Regions from separate parts of the Sus scrofa genome. Here all the other regions are linked to region 4. The links are chromatin contacts, called in public Hi-C and HiChIP or PLAC-seq maps. All regions are on one chromosome and are shown on one strand. Each heading gives the region's core, a stretch centred on a gene start, on an enhancer-like site or on the middle of the called end of the contact. The rest is flanking DNA. Distances are from core to core; before and after follow the strand shown. Region 1 holds the start of STXBP5L (syntaxin-binding protein 5-like). Region 2 overlaps FSTL1 (follistatin-related protein 1). Region 3 holds the start of LRRC58 (leucine-rich repeat-containing protein 58). Region 4 holds the start of NDUFB4 (NADH dehydrogenase [ubiquinone] 1 beta subcomplex subunit 4).

Region 1 (2,722 bases), core at 168-2,667, 240 kb before region 4:
GGGCATTGCTCCAGCCATCTTAGGTAATTCACAAAAGAATGTGACATTTGTTCTAACAGTGCTTCTGTTTGATCCAGTTTTGTGGTTTTGCAAATTTTATTTAGCAGTAGAATCCTCTACTAAAAAGATCTTACAATAGAAGACTGAATCAGTCACAGCACTAGCTTGGAAAATTCAAACATAGTTGGAAAACTGAATAAGGGTGAGTGAAGAGGTTTTAATGAAGGGGCTATTCACAAAAGCTGGGTGTGGGTAAAGAGAGACCAGCAAGGCATGGTAAAAATAAGGCAGGGCTAGCCACAGTGGGACGGCATGGCCAGCCCAGGCTGAATGGGGAAAGGAGAGTGGGCAGAATTGTTACAAGAACCTGGCAAGAACTGTAGCTATAGGAAGGCACCACCTGGTAGAAGCTGTGGACTTTGATAGAGGAATGTAGCCCTTGCCAAGCCACAGCCTAGAAGGGGAGTAGTCACGGGAATGAATACCCCTGATTCTCAGTCCTGTGCCCTTCAGCCTCCCGCTGCTCCTCCCATTGGCTGAGCCATGCTCCAGGGCAAGGAAGCTGAAATGATGCAGTCCAGAAAACAAGCTTCCTAGGGATGGAGAAGGGCAGAGAATGGATTTAAACAGGCAAACAGAGACTATCCAGTGCAAAACCAAATATGCAAACTCATAAAGCAGAGCTTCTCTTGTTGAATTGGGGTGAGGGTGGGGTTCAGAGCCTGCCAGCTTGCCTTGCTCTTCTCTAACTCACAGTGACCACAGTGATCTCTAGGGCAACGTCCTTGAAACCTACTGTTCTGGTCTACTCCTTATGTTATCAATATCTAAATCACAATCAACAACAGGTCTGTATGCTTTGCACAAATACACTATACATGTAGATAAGATAACATGGACTTACCTTAGGACAGTGCGAGGCAGCAGACATGTCCCTGAACCATCAGTCAGGGGCCCAGGTTCTGAAAAGAGTCGTTTGTATGCACACATGATCATACGGAGGGACCTGTGAATCTGGAGACCTGAGTGCTGAATGAAATGTCTACAGGATGTATATATGGTTCCAGGTGAGAATGATAGACCCCTGAGGACGGCTTTGGCTTTATAGGCTAAGGGGCTTCCTTTGAGTAGCCTCATCTACTATTAAGTAGAACCCTCCCGAAGAGATTCACATTTAAGTTTCTTTGTCCATCAGATTAGAGAGAGGACTTTATATCCAAATACACTGAAATAAGTAGTTATTCACAAGGACAAATAAGGAGATGAATGGGAGGGGAGATGGGATAAAAGGTCGTTGGGAAGAGGGTTAGGTGGACATGAGAATTGATGAATCAGAAAAGTGACCACAGAGTGCCCATCACAAAACACAAAACCTAATGCTGTTACTGGCAGCTGAGAAGCAATACCCTCCAAATGTGCTCTGAAGTCTGAATCACAGCCTGGCCTCCTCAGCGGGGGCTGCTGCAGGTCCGTCCGTCATTGGGCAGAGCCGCTGAGCACACCCTCTGCTGCTATGCAGAGAAGTCTGACTAGAGAAGCCAAAACTAGGATGGAGATGGGCGGGGGTGGAGAGGCGCCAGCACACAGGAGCCAGACAGCCAGATATTCTGTCACTGGTGCTGCCACTTAAATCTCTTGGTTCACTGGAGAGAGGCTTTTTTGGGGGGTGGGGGTGGGGGTGCTTGTAATCCCAATAGCTACAGTGGCCTTCATGGGAACAAAAATAAGCTGAGTTGAGGAGAAAGATCACAGCTGTTCTTTCCTTTCTGAGGAGTCTCCAAATCTCTTCTTTTATTACGTGTTGATGCAGCTTCCCAACCAAGAAGAGCACAGGTTACGTCTTCGACAGGCACACGCTAGAGAGCAAGGTGTTATGAGATGCAGCCTATCCCGACCCTATATCCCCTCCATGCTACTGCCCCTGGCCCTGCCCCCTCACTGTGTCTCTCCTCTAGATTGGTTTAAATTACTGATATAAAACATTTGTCACACAGGAGATAGACTCAGCTCATTTTACACATATTATCACATTTAGTCCTCAAAGTAACATTATGAAGTAGGTACTGTGATTCCCATATTCAGATAGGGACATTAGGATTTGGGGACTCCAAGAAAATCAGTAAATAAATGGCAGGTTTGGAGTTTCCATCATGGTGCAACGGAAACGAATCTGACTAGGAACCGTGAGGTTGCGGGTTTTTTCCCTGGCCTCACTCAGTGGGTTAAGGATCCTGCGTTGCCCTGAGCTGTGGTGTAGGTCACAGACGTGGCTCAGATCCCACGTTGCTGTGGCTCTGGCATAAGCTGGCAGCTACATCTCTGATTCGACCCCTAACCTGGGAACATCCATATGCCTTGGGTGCAGCCCTAAAAAGATAAAAGACAAAAATGAATAAATAAATGGCAGGCTGGAGTTTGAACCTCAGTAGCCTGATTCAGTATCTGTACACTTAACCACTAGACCACCCTATCTTGTCCTTACATGGACAAAGGCTTTGCTTCTTCTGTTCTCTGAACCAGCCTGACCTCCATGTGTCTGACTTCAGACTTAATCTTTGATTTCTAATTATTTCCTTTGTCACAGATGCTGAGGAGGGAAGGGTAGATCCACCTCACCTGGCTTCTCTTTCTCCTAATGAGAGCCTGTTGGAGGGTCGTCCTAAGGAGCAGCAGGTTCTGGGTCAGTGAGGGAAGAAGCACTCAGGCCTCTTCCTGGAGGGCC
Region 2 (2,700 bases), core at 128-2,627, 150 kb after region 4:
TGGGTGCAGCCCTAAAAAAGACAAAAAAGAGGAAAAAAAAGTTTCCTCATCTATAAAATGTAGTTAATATGCATGTTTTTGCAGGGTTATCCACAATAAGAGGAAAGTGTATGTGTGAAAACATTCTGCAAGTTTTAATAGTGCTATCAAATATTAGTCATTGTATTTTAGGTAAAGAGTATTTCTTCAAATGGATTTTTTAGAATTATTTCTAAAAAATGACGAGTTGAATTTGATCTATAAGTAAAAGCTTTTATTATGAATACTCACTAAAAACAAACATAAGATAAAAAGAGGCTCTATAAATGCCACAAGTTATTTATTCTGCAGGAAGTTCTTTAAGCATTAATATGAGTAACACTTCACGGGCAACTTGTTTCATAGTTTATGACACAATTCCAAATATATTATCTCATTTTATCTTGACAAGGCAGGGCTAGTATTTACCCCTACTTTACAGATGAGGAAACAGGCTCAGAGCATTAAAGTGCCTTATTATGGACGAAGAGCTAGTAAGTGATAACGGTTTGTGAGTATCTGCTTATGGGGCCATGTGTTGGTGTGTCTTGGAGTGTAGACATGCATACGTCTGAGCATGTTTTTTTATGCAGTAGTGTGTCTTTAACTCATGTGACAGATTCATGAAGGACATGTATTTGTATCTCTCAACATGTTTCATAAAGGGGGAGAGGAGAAAGTCCTAGCTGAGTTGTTCTGTTGGTTTTTTTTTTAACAATGATCAGTGACAGCCTTTTCCTTTTTTCTTCTTTTTCCCCTTCCTTTTCATTTTTAGAGCTGTTTTTCATTCCCAAGCACAGTTTCCAAGAAGGTCTTGCCTGGAGAATATGTGCAATTTTATCTCCACTCCTGGTTTAGGAAACAACAGCTTTCCAGTACCCCCAGCCTTCTGGGAATTACTTCCTCTTTTTTTCTTTTTTTCGCTGCCTGCCAGCTTTATTGAATTCCCCTTAGCAACATCCAAAAAAGAATGGGTTTAGCAACAGCCTGTGAACCAATGAAACGTGAGCATGGCCCGGGTTTCTAGACCAATGGGAGGGAGCTCTGCGTGCCCTTCAAGCTCGCTCGGAGAGAAAATAACCTGGAGTTTGCAAAGCAGCCTCCAGGTGGCAGCAGACCAACTGTATTGGACACAGACCCTCAGATCTCACATCTACTTTGTTTTTTGCTTTCTTTGACCTGTTCTTGGACTCAAAACGTTTGACCACTATAAGGATTTTACAGTTACAAGCTTTTTGGGTATGAGCTTTCTACATGACGTGGTAGACCTCGCCTGAAGGCTGGAATCTTAGATTCTATCCCTGCCCTTACTATGGCCAGTTGCATGACCTTTGTTGGTTCTGTCACAGCCAGTGCTACCTCAGTAGGCACAAGCCTGGAGGTCCCAGGTGACTACCTGCCCAGACAGTCAGGAAAAGGGCTGGAGGAATCACATTCTCTTTCATTCAACTGCCACTCCTGAATGGCAGATGGAGTGGGGCTGGCTTTCTGCCACCATTTAATATGAGGGAAGGACTGTGTCACTGACAGGTTACTGCCTGCAAATGCTCACATTCTTGGTGGCATAGGCTGGGACCATTCCCTGCCTTTTCAGTTTTGCTACATATGTATGAACACAAATGTCTAACCACAAGTGGTTTGAAAACAGTTCTGTTAAGTGATTCAGCCCCCTTGGTTCTCTGAAGCCAGAGGCAGATATGGACAGGGGGCTGAATAGGACCATGTCGAATAATAGCAGATCCGTGTTTCTGATGGTTTAGCCATCCTTCTCTCGCCTTTTGAGATAGCAGAACCCTAGTCAGTGAGACTTTGGTCCTTTTGATATGTGTATTTCTCTCAAGCATTTCCACTTCTGCCTGGTTTACTCTTCTCATCCTTTAGGACCTATCTTCAGAAAGTCTCCTTTGATTCTCACCCTCCCACTGTTACACTTACGCATTGCTTTCTGGAAGTCTCTGTTGTGTTTCCACGTGAGGACAGGGACAGTCTTTATATCTCCAGACCTTAGCCTAGTACTGTCCTTTAATGGGTGCTCAGTTAACATTTTTAGAAGAAAGCATGCAAGGAGGAAATTTGCTCTATAAGAAGCACTCTTGGGCACTCAGAAGTAACTGGACCTGAGCAGGAGCAGTGCCAGCAAGATGGATGCTGGCAGTTGGCAACAGCTTCTGGCTGTTCAGGACCCTTCAGCACCATGAGTCTTCACTCCAGACCACAGCCCAAGCCTGAGAGATAATTACCACCATTGGCTTATCCAGAGATGGACTCATCTCAGTGACAGAGTTTCTTTTTGATTTTGTGTTTTAGGAAGAGCCAAGGAGCAAATCCAAGATCTGTGCCAATGTGTTTTGTGGAGCCGGCCGGGAATGTGCAGTCACAGAGAAGGGAGAGCCCACTTGCCTCTGTATTGAGGTAAGTCCTAAGGTCGGAAGCCAGAGGACAGTGGCCAAGGCAGGTGTGGTTACCTTGCTGGAGCTACCAGTCAGCAGTGCCCATGATTTCATTATCTTTATAAAAGCACACCTTGTGTATTTGAAAGAAGTGAAAATTTTATCTCAGAAGGTAAAAATCAGATGTGAATGTAGGGATACTTTTCTTTTTAAACACTACTTACCTTTATAAGATTTTTAAATTACAAAATTAACAGTTGCTTTATATAAGTCGATAGTAGAGACATTTATA
Region 3 (2,700 bases), core at 117-2,616, 200 kb after region 4:
CACGGCAACGCCAGATCCTTAACCTACTGAGCAAGGGCAGGGATCAAACCCGCAACCTCATGGTTCCTAGTCGGATTCGTTAACCACTGCCCACCACTACGGGAACTCCCGTATTATTTTAAACATTTGCAATTTTCACACACTAGGTTCCTGCCAGAATGTTATCTTGATCCCAAGTAAAGTCTACTTTTTAAAAGGACCCTTTCAAAACAGGTTTCAAATTCAGGACACTCCATTGGTTTTAAAAACACTCCATCCCTGCTTTAAACTCACAAAGTGTATCCTCCCATAACCATAAATCAATCAGAAATTAAGTTAAAGTTTGGCAGGAGGTAAAAAGCATAATTTCTCACACAAATAACCGGCAAGAAAAAAGTTAACTTTATTCTTTTTAGGAAGAAAGCAATTTAATAGCACTGGTTATATACAATCGTCTAACATTTTTATGCATAAGCTTTGTAAAAAAATACACTAAATATTTTCATTTCTATCCATGACTTTTCAAAATTATAAAAATTTCAGAAAAAAACCGACTTTAGGGTAAGGGCGAAAACAGGTTTAGAAGTACTACATGAAAGCCAGAATCAGGACTTTTCCAGTTAAATTGAAGTTTTAACCTGAAGTAAAATCTCAATGCTTTCTGGGTTAAACTGATCAATTAATTTGAGCTATTTCAAATTAACGAAAACTCAGCCATGGCTCCCAAATTCATTTCCAGCCACTGCAACTTAAACCAAAAACCACAGAAGTGCTTCTACAGCTAAAATGGTGAAATGTTCTTGACACACATTCCTTTAAAAAAAAAAATCCTCTAGGGCAAGCAGGCCAAGGATTAGCCATATTTTTTTTGGATGGAGAAACTGAAATCAAATCCCCTGTCCGAGGAAACAAAGTTATTTAACAGCAGAACCCGAGGTAAGATCCAAGAGTCCCGATTTCTAGTTCAGCTGCCTTCGCGCTTTTAAGTCGGCTTGGTCAATCCCGGGACTTTGAATTCCCGGGTCTTGCTGTCATGCAACTGAATCATCACTAAAGTCCTGAGTCCTCGCTGGCTCCCGCAGACCAGGGGCCCCCACTCCGAAACCAGGGCCTCAGAAGGCGGTGCACCGTCACGCGCGAACCCTCAAAGCCAAATAACCAAACTGTCCTCGGACTGTTTACCGAGGCCACCCTGGAATTCGGGGACAGGTCACCAGACTTCAAGAACTATAGAACACGACTGCCCGGACCCAGCCGGGCTCAGAGAGTAAGCCGAGCACTGACTGCTCTCTGCCCCCGCCCGGCTCATGGGATCCTTGCGGCGCGCCGCGCGAGACGGAGTCCGGCCCTTGAGCGGCGCGCGCACCCCGCCTCCTAGCGTCGCGTGACTCCGCGGGGGGGGAGGGGGGCCGGGGTTAGCGCCCGCCCGCGCCACTTCCGACGCAGCCCTCGGTTCAGGTTCCGGGGCGCCGCGGAGCTCCCGGCCTGTGGGTCGCGCTCTGCGCGACGCGGTGGCCGGGATGCAGGAGGCCGGAGCGCCGGTGGCCACGGCCGGGGAGGCCGAGCTGAACTTGTCCCGCCTCAGCGTTTCTCCCGAGACGCTGGAGTCGGAGTTGGAGGCGCGGGGCGAGGAGCGGCGCGGAACGCGGGAGGCGCTGCTACGGCTGCTGCTGCCGCACAACCGTCTGGTGTCGCTGCCGCGGGCGCTGGGCAGCGGCTTCCCGCACCTCCAACTGTTGGACGTGAGCGGCAACGCGTTGACCGCGCTGGGGCCGGAGCTGCTAGCGCTGAGCGGCCTGCGCACGCTGCTGGCCAAGAATAACCGTCTCGGCGGGCCCGGCGCGCTGCCCAAGGGCCTGGCCCAGTCGCCGCTCTGCCGCAGCCTCCAGGTGCTCAACCTCAGCGGGAACTGTTTCCAGGAGGTGCCCACCTCGGTGCTGGAGCTGCGTGCGCTGCAGACCCTCAGCCTTGGCGGCAACCAGCTTCAGAGCATCCCGGCTGAGATCGAAAATTTGAGGAGGTGAGCGGGTGCCGGCCTGCCCGAGAGTAGGGAGGCCCCAGCACAGGGTCGAGGGTGGGTGTCCCGAGGCCCCGGTAGTTCCGGGGCCCTGCGCCTGGTCTTGGCGCCCGTTGGTTGTCACGTAACTCTCTCAGTCCAGGCTCTTGAACTCTTTGGCTGCCCTGCCAACTCAGTGAGTTGTACTGAGGAGCTGATAGGATCATGGGTGTGACAGCGTTTGGTTTGTTGTGTTTGCGCTGTGCAGATTTTCGAGATATTTTTTCTGTTTTTCTGGGGTCACTGGAAGTGATCTGAACTGAGCATATACTCAAACATATGTAAATCTGAGGTTGTCACTTAATTGCTCCGGAGTCTTGGGTGGTTTTCCATGCCTGTAGATCAAAGTTTATGTCCTGTAAAGTGACATACAAAGGAACTCTGATCTGATCCCTGCTTGCCACTGCGTTACCTACTCTGTCTTCTCCTTGGCAATACCAGCAATACTATTTGTGGAATTCAGTAAGGTGTGCACTTTACCAGCAGCTTGTAGGCTCTCACTAAATGTGTGTTGAATGGATACAGTGCCTCTGTACATTGTTGTTCCTTTTGCCTAGAATGTTGCTTGCACTGGACAGACCCCTGCTCATCCTTAAAACCTGTTTTGAGGGTCATTTTTTGTTGTTTGTTTCCTTCTGTTACTACTTCCTGGACAACAATTATAA
Region 4 (2,749 bases), core at 239-2,738:
CTATGCCTGACTCAAGGTCTCATTATCCGGCACATCAAACGCAATCACTGAGTATGTATATAATGAACATCTTTCTCAGCACCTTCTCCCAAGTAAACAAGGTTCTGGCTGGAGACAATACAGCCAAGTGGTTGAGAAGATGCTCTGGGTTATAGACTGTGGTTCTAATTCTTTTCTACCACTTGCTAACAGAGTATCACCCTGTGACAACTTGCCCTTCCCATGTCATCTTTCTCATCTGTAAAATGGGGATAGTAATAAAGTTTAAATCTTCAAATACCCATGATATTTGAATTTCAGAAAGTTTCAGTAATTCCTGGCACACCTGTAAATTTCCTTCAATCCTCACAACTTCCTAAAATTCCTACAAAATACCAATGCAACTGTTGGGAAAAAAACTTCTCTAAAAAATCATATTTACATATTTAAATAGCTCTTGTACAGAAAATTATCTTCTAGATAATAGCTATCGGTCTACTAGGCATGTTATAAGTGCTGGGAGCATTATACAGACTATCTCATTTAACCTCAAAAGGTTTCTATAAAGAATGTACTATCGTTTCCGTATATGAAAATTATAAAACTAAGGTTCAGAAGGGTTAGGGATTTTGCACAAGGTCATATAATTTGCCAATAGGTAGTGCCTTCGTGTCTGACTCCAAAGCCCAAAGCTTTAGCAAGCTGTAGGGTATCTGGATTATTAGAAGATGTAAACTGAAAAATCACTATATTCCCATCAGAACAGTATTTCTATGAACTGTGAACTGTAAAGTGGAAAACAGCTTTAAAACACCCCCCCCCCCATATTTTCTGAACACTCAGCACAAGCCAGGAACTGTGCTGGTGGGTCACGTGCCCCATCTCATTTAATCCTCATAAGAGCCTCGTAAAACAGGAAGTACTATATTATCCCCATTTTTCAGATAGGAAAACCAAAGCCAAGCAGCAGGGTTGAAAAGCTTTTCCATGATCACCCAGGCGAGAAGTGATCAAGCTGGGACTCAAACCCAGCCACTTGTGAACCCAGAACCCGTCCTCCTAACCGCTAAGCTATCCACCCAAGGTCAAAGGGCTAATGCCAAGGTCCTGCTCTCTGGGCCTGGAAGAGGACCTGTGTTTTAAAACACTCTTTGGAAACGGTGACCGCCCCGTGGCGTGGTCCCCCTTGGGCCGTCTAGGCTGCCGGGTCTGACGGGACCATCCGGACTCTGGCCCTCGATTCCCACCCGGCTGGCCCCTCACTCACGATGACCCCTAGGCGGTTAGGGTCGTTGTACTGGAGCAGGTACTCCCGCTTAAGCCGGGATCTTATGGCCAACCGCTCGGCTTGTGCCTTCCGGGTTTCCGGAGATATGTCGTATTCAGCTGGGTCGAGAGTAGCTGGCAGGGTTGCCAGGCGGGAAGGCTTGTATTTTGGGAACGACATCTTGGCAACCCGGCGCACAAACGCGCCTGCGGGGCCCCGAGGCCCGCCCCCTACGTGCTGACCTTTGTCCTGAGGAAGTGCGCCTGCGTGTTAGCAAGAGGCGGAAACGGTTTAGCATGTACAGCTTTTTAACCTTCCTCTGTCCCCGGCGCTAGTAGCGATCTGCGCATGCGCAAGGTACTTTCCTCGCCTTCCCCCGCCCTCTCCTTTTCCTACCGCTGTGGAAAGTCTCGCTTCTTGTCCGTGCTTGCAGCTCTAGCTTTACTGACCCTGAAGGGCACATTCTGTGAAGTTGAGTTAGCAGAGAGGAGAAATGGGACCGACTGTGGAATTCTCTTTTAGTACAAGTCCATCTCTCTGACCTGGGGAAGTCACTTAACTTCTCGGAGTTTCCTCTTCCTTATCCTGGAGATTATGATCCCTATTCTGTCTGCCTAGCAAAACTCATGTGAGGATTAAATAAAATAATGAATAGATGCAACATACTTTGCAAAATATTCCTTATCCAAGAAAAAGAAAAACCAAATCTTAGTTACAACACTGAAACCTTTTAGTAAAATCCTTACCATTCTTCAGATGCTAAGATTAAAAAACATCCATAGAAATATGAAAATAAGCATAGGAGCATTTTATCTTACTGTGAAAGATAGTTTGGGGGGAAGAGTGAGGATAACCTTAAAGGGAATGTTCTCCATCCCTACCATCCTTCTCCTTTCCCCACTATCACCAAAGAAAAAGGGCTACTTCAAGTTGCAAGGCAGGTTCTTTGGGTACCAAGCAGATATTCCTTAGGGGAAAACATGTAAACAATATTTCCATAACTCAGGCAAGGAAAGTGGATCAAAAGTTAACTTCAGCTTGGATGAACCATCTGGGGACATGTAGAAATGTTGCGAAATGGTTGCTAAGCAGAGAAGGGACCTAGAAAGTGTTGGCACTTGACGTGATGAGGAGCAGCACTGCTGTCAAATTTATTCAACATTTTAATACTGTTTTTAAATATTTATTAAGCACTCACTGCATGAAGCATCCTGCACACTAGTCAGTCAATCTTCTAGGCTGAGTGGGAAAAACAAAAATGAAAGATGAGGTGATTGTCTCTGAGGAGCTGACAATCCCGGCAGTACAGAAAGAATAGACAGAATATGATAATATTTGCTAAGCAGTTTACTGTCCAAATGAATATATAGAAAAATGGGCTCAGAAGAATGGAGACTGAGGGAATGTAGAAGAAAGAAATTTTTTGTTGTTGTTGTTTTTTTTTTTTTTTTTTTTGTCTTTTTGCTATTTCTTTGGGCCACTCCTGCGGCATATGGAGGTTCC

The links. A called contact is a pair of places that touch in the nucleus more often than the background predicts. HiChIP or PLAC-seq counts read pairs in DNA pulled down with a chosen protein or histone mark.
Region 1: an H3K27ac HiChIP or PLAC-seq map of alveolar macrophages shows a contact between it and region 4. The contact joins the promoter of STXBP5L here to the promoter of NDUFB4 in region 4. A contact is called at or near these places in 1 of 47 Hi-C or Micro-C datasets (embryonic fibroblasts) and 1 of 2 datasets of contacts at active chromatin or transcription factors (alveolar macrophages).
Region 2: an H3K27ac HiChIP or PLAC-seq map of alveolar macrophages shows a contact between it and region 4. The contact joins the enhancer-like site here to the promoter of NDUFB4 in region 4. A contact is called at or near these places in 1 of 5 promoter capture datasets (liver), 5 of 47 Hi-C or Micro-C datasets (brain, embryonic fibroblasts, heart right ventricle and 1 more) and 2 of 2 datasets of contacts at active chromatin or transcription factors (alveolar macrophages and skeletal muscle).
Region 3: a Hi-C map of liver shows a contact between it and region 4, with 4 times the contacts expected there. The contact joins the promoter of LRRC58 here to the promoter of NDUFB4 in region 4. A contact is called at or near these places in 7 of 47 Hi-C or Micro-C datasets (brain, fetal skeletal muscle, heart right ventricle and 2 more) and 2 of 2 datasets of contacts at active chromatin or transcription factors (alveolar macrophages and skeletal muscle).

Annotation. Positions count from the first base shown.
Region 1 is chr13:139,489,810-139,492,531 of Sscrofa11.1, forward strand. It overlaps STXBP5L (syntaxin-binding protein 5-like), which reads right to left and starts at 1,418. Exons shown (of 30, transcript XM_021070287.1): 1 at 905-1,418.
Region 2 is chr13:139,880,729-139,883,428 of Sscrofa11.1, forward strand. FSTL1 (follistatin-related protein 1) reads left to right here. Exons shown (of 11, transcript XM_021070306.1): 3 at 2,326-2,430. Among named protein-coding and RNA genes, the nearest start is that of FSTL1, 35 kb to the left of the region's middle. Within about 2 kb of position 1,378, at least 36 of the 83 cell types and tissues checked have an H3K27ac peak or open chromatin away from gene starts, as enhancers often do. A contact at or near this core is called in alveolar macrophages and embryonic fibroblasts, where this site is marked.
Region 3 is chr13:139,926,342-139,929,041 of Sscrofa11.1, forward strand. LRRC58 (leucine-rich repeat-containing protein 58) reads left to right here and starts at 1,367. Exons shown (of 5, transcript XM_021070309.1): 1 at 1,367-1,999. The coding sequence starts at 1,500.
Region 4 is chr13:139,729,004-139,731,752 of Sscrofa11.1, forward strand. NDUFB4 (NADH dehydrogenase [ubiquinone] 1 beta subcomplex subunit 4) reads right to left here and starts at 1,489. Exons shown (of 3, transcript XM_003361882.4): 1 at 1,247-1,489. The coding sequence starts at 1,426. All of the region lies in intron 2 of LOC102162379 (a long non-coding RNA gene), which reads left to right.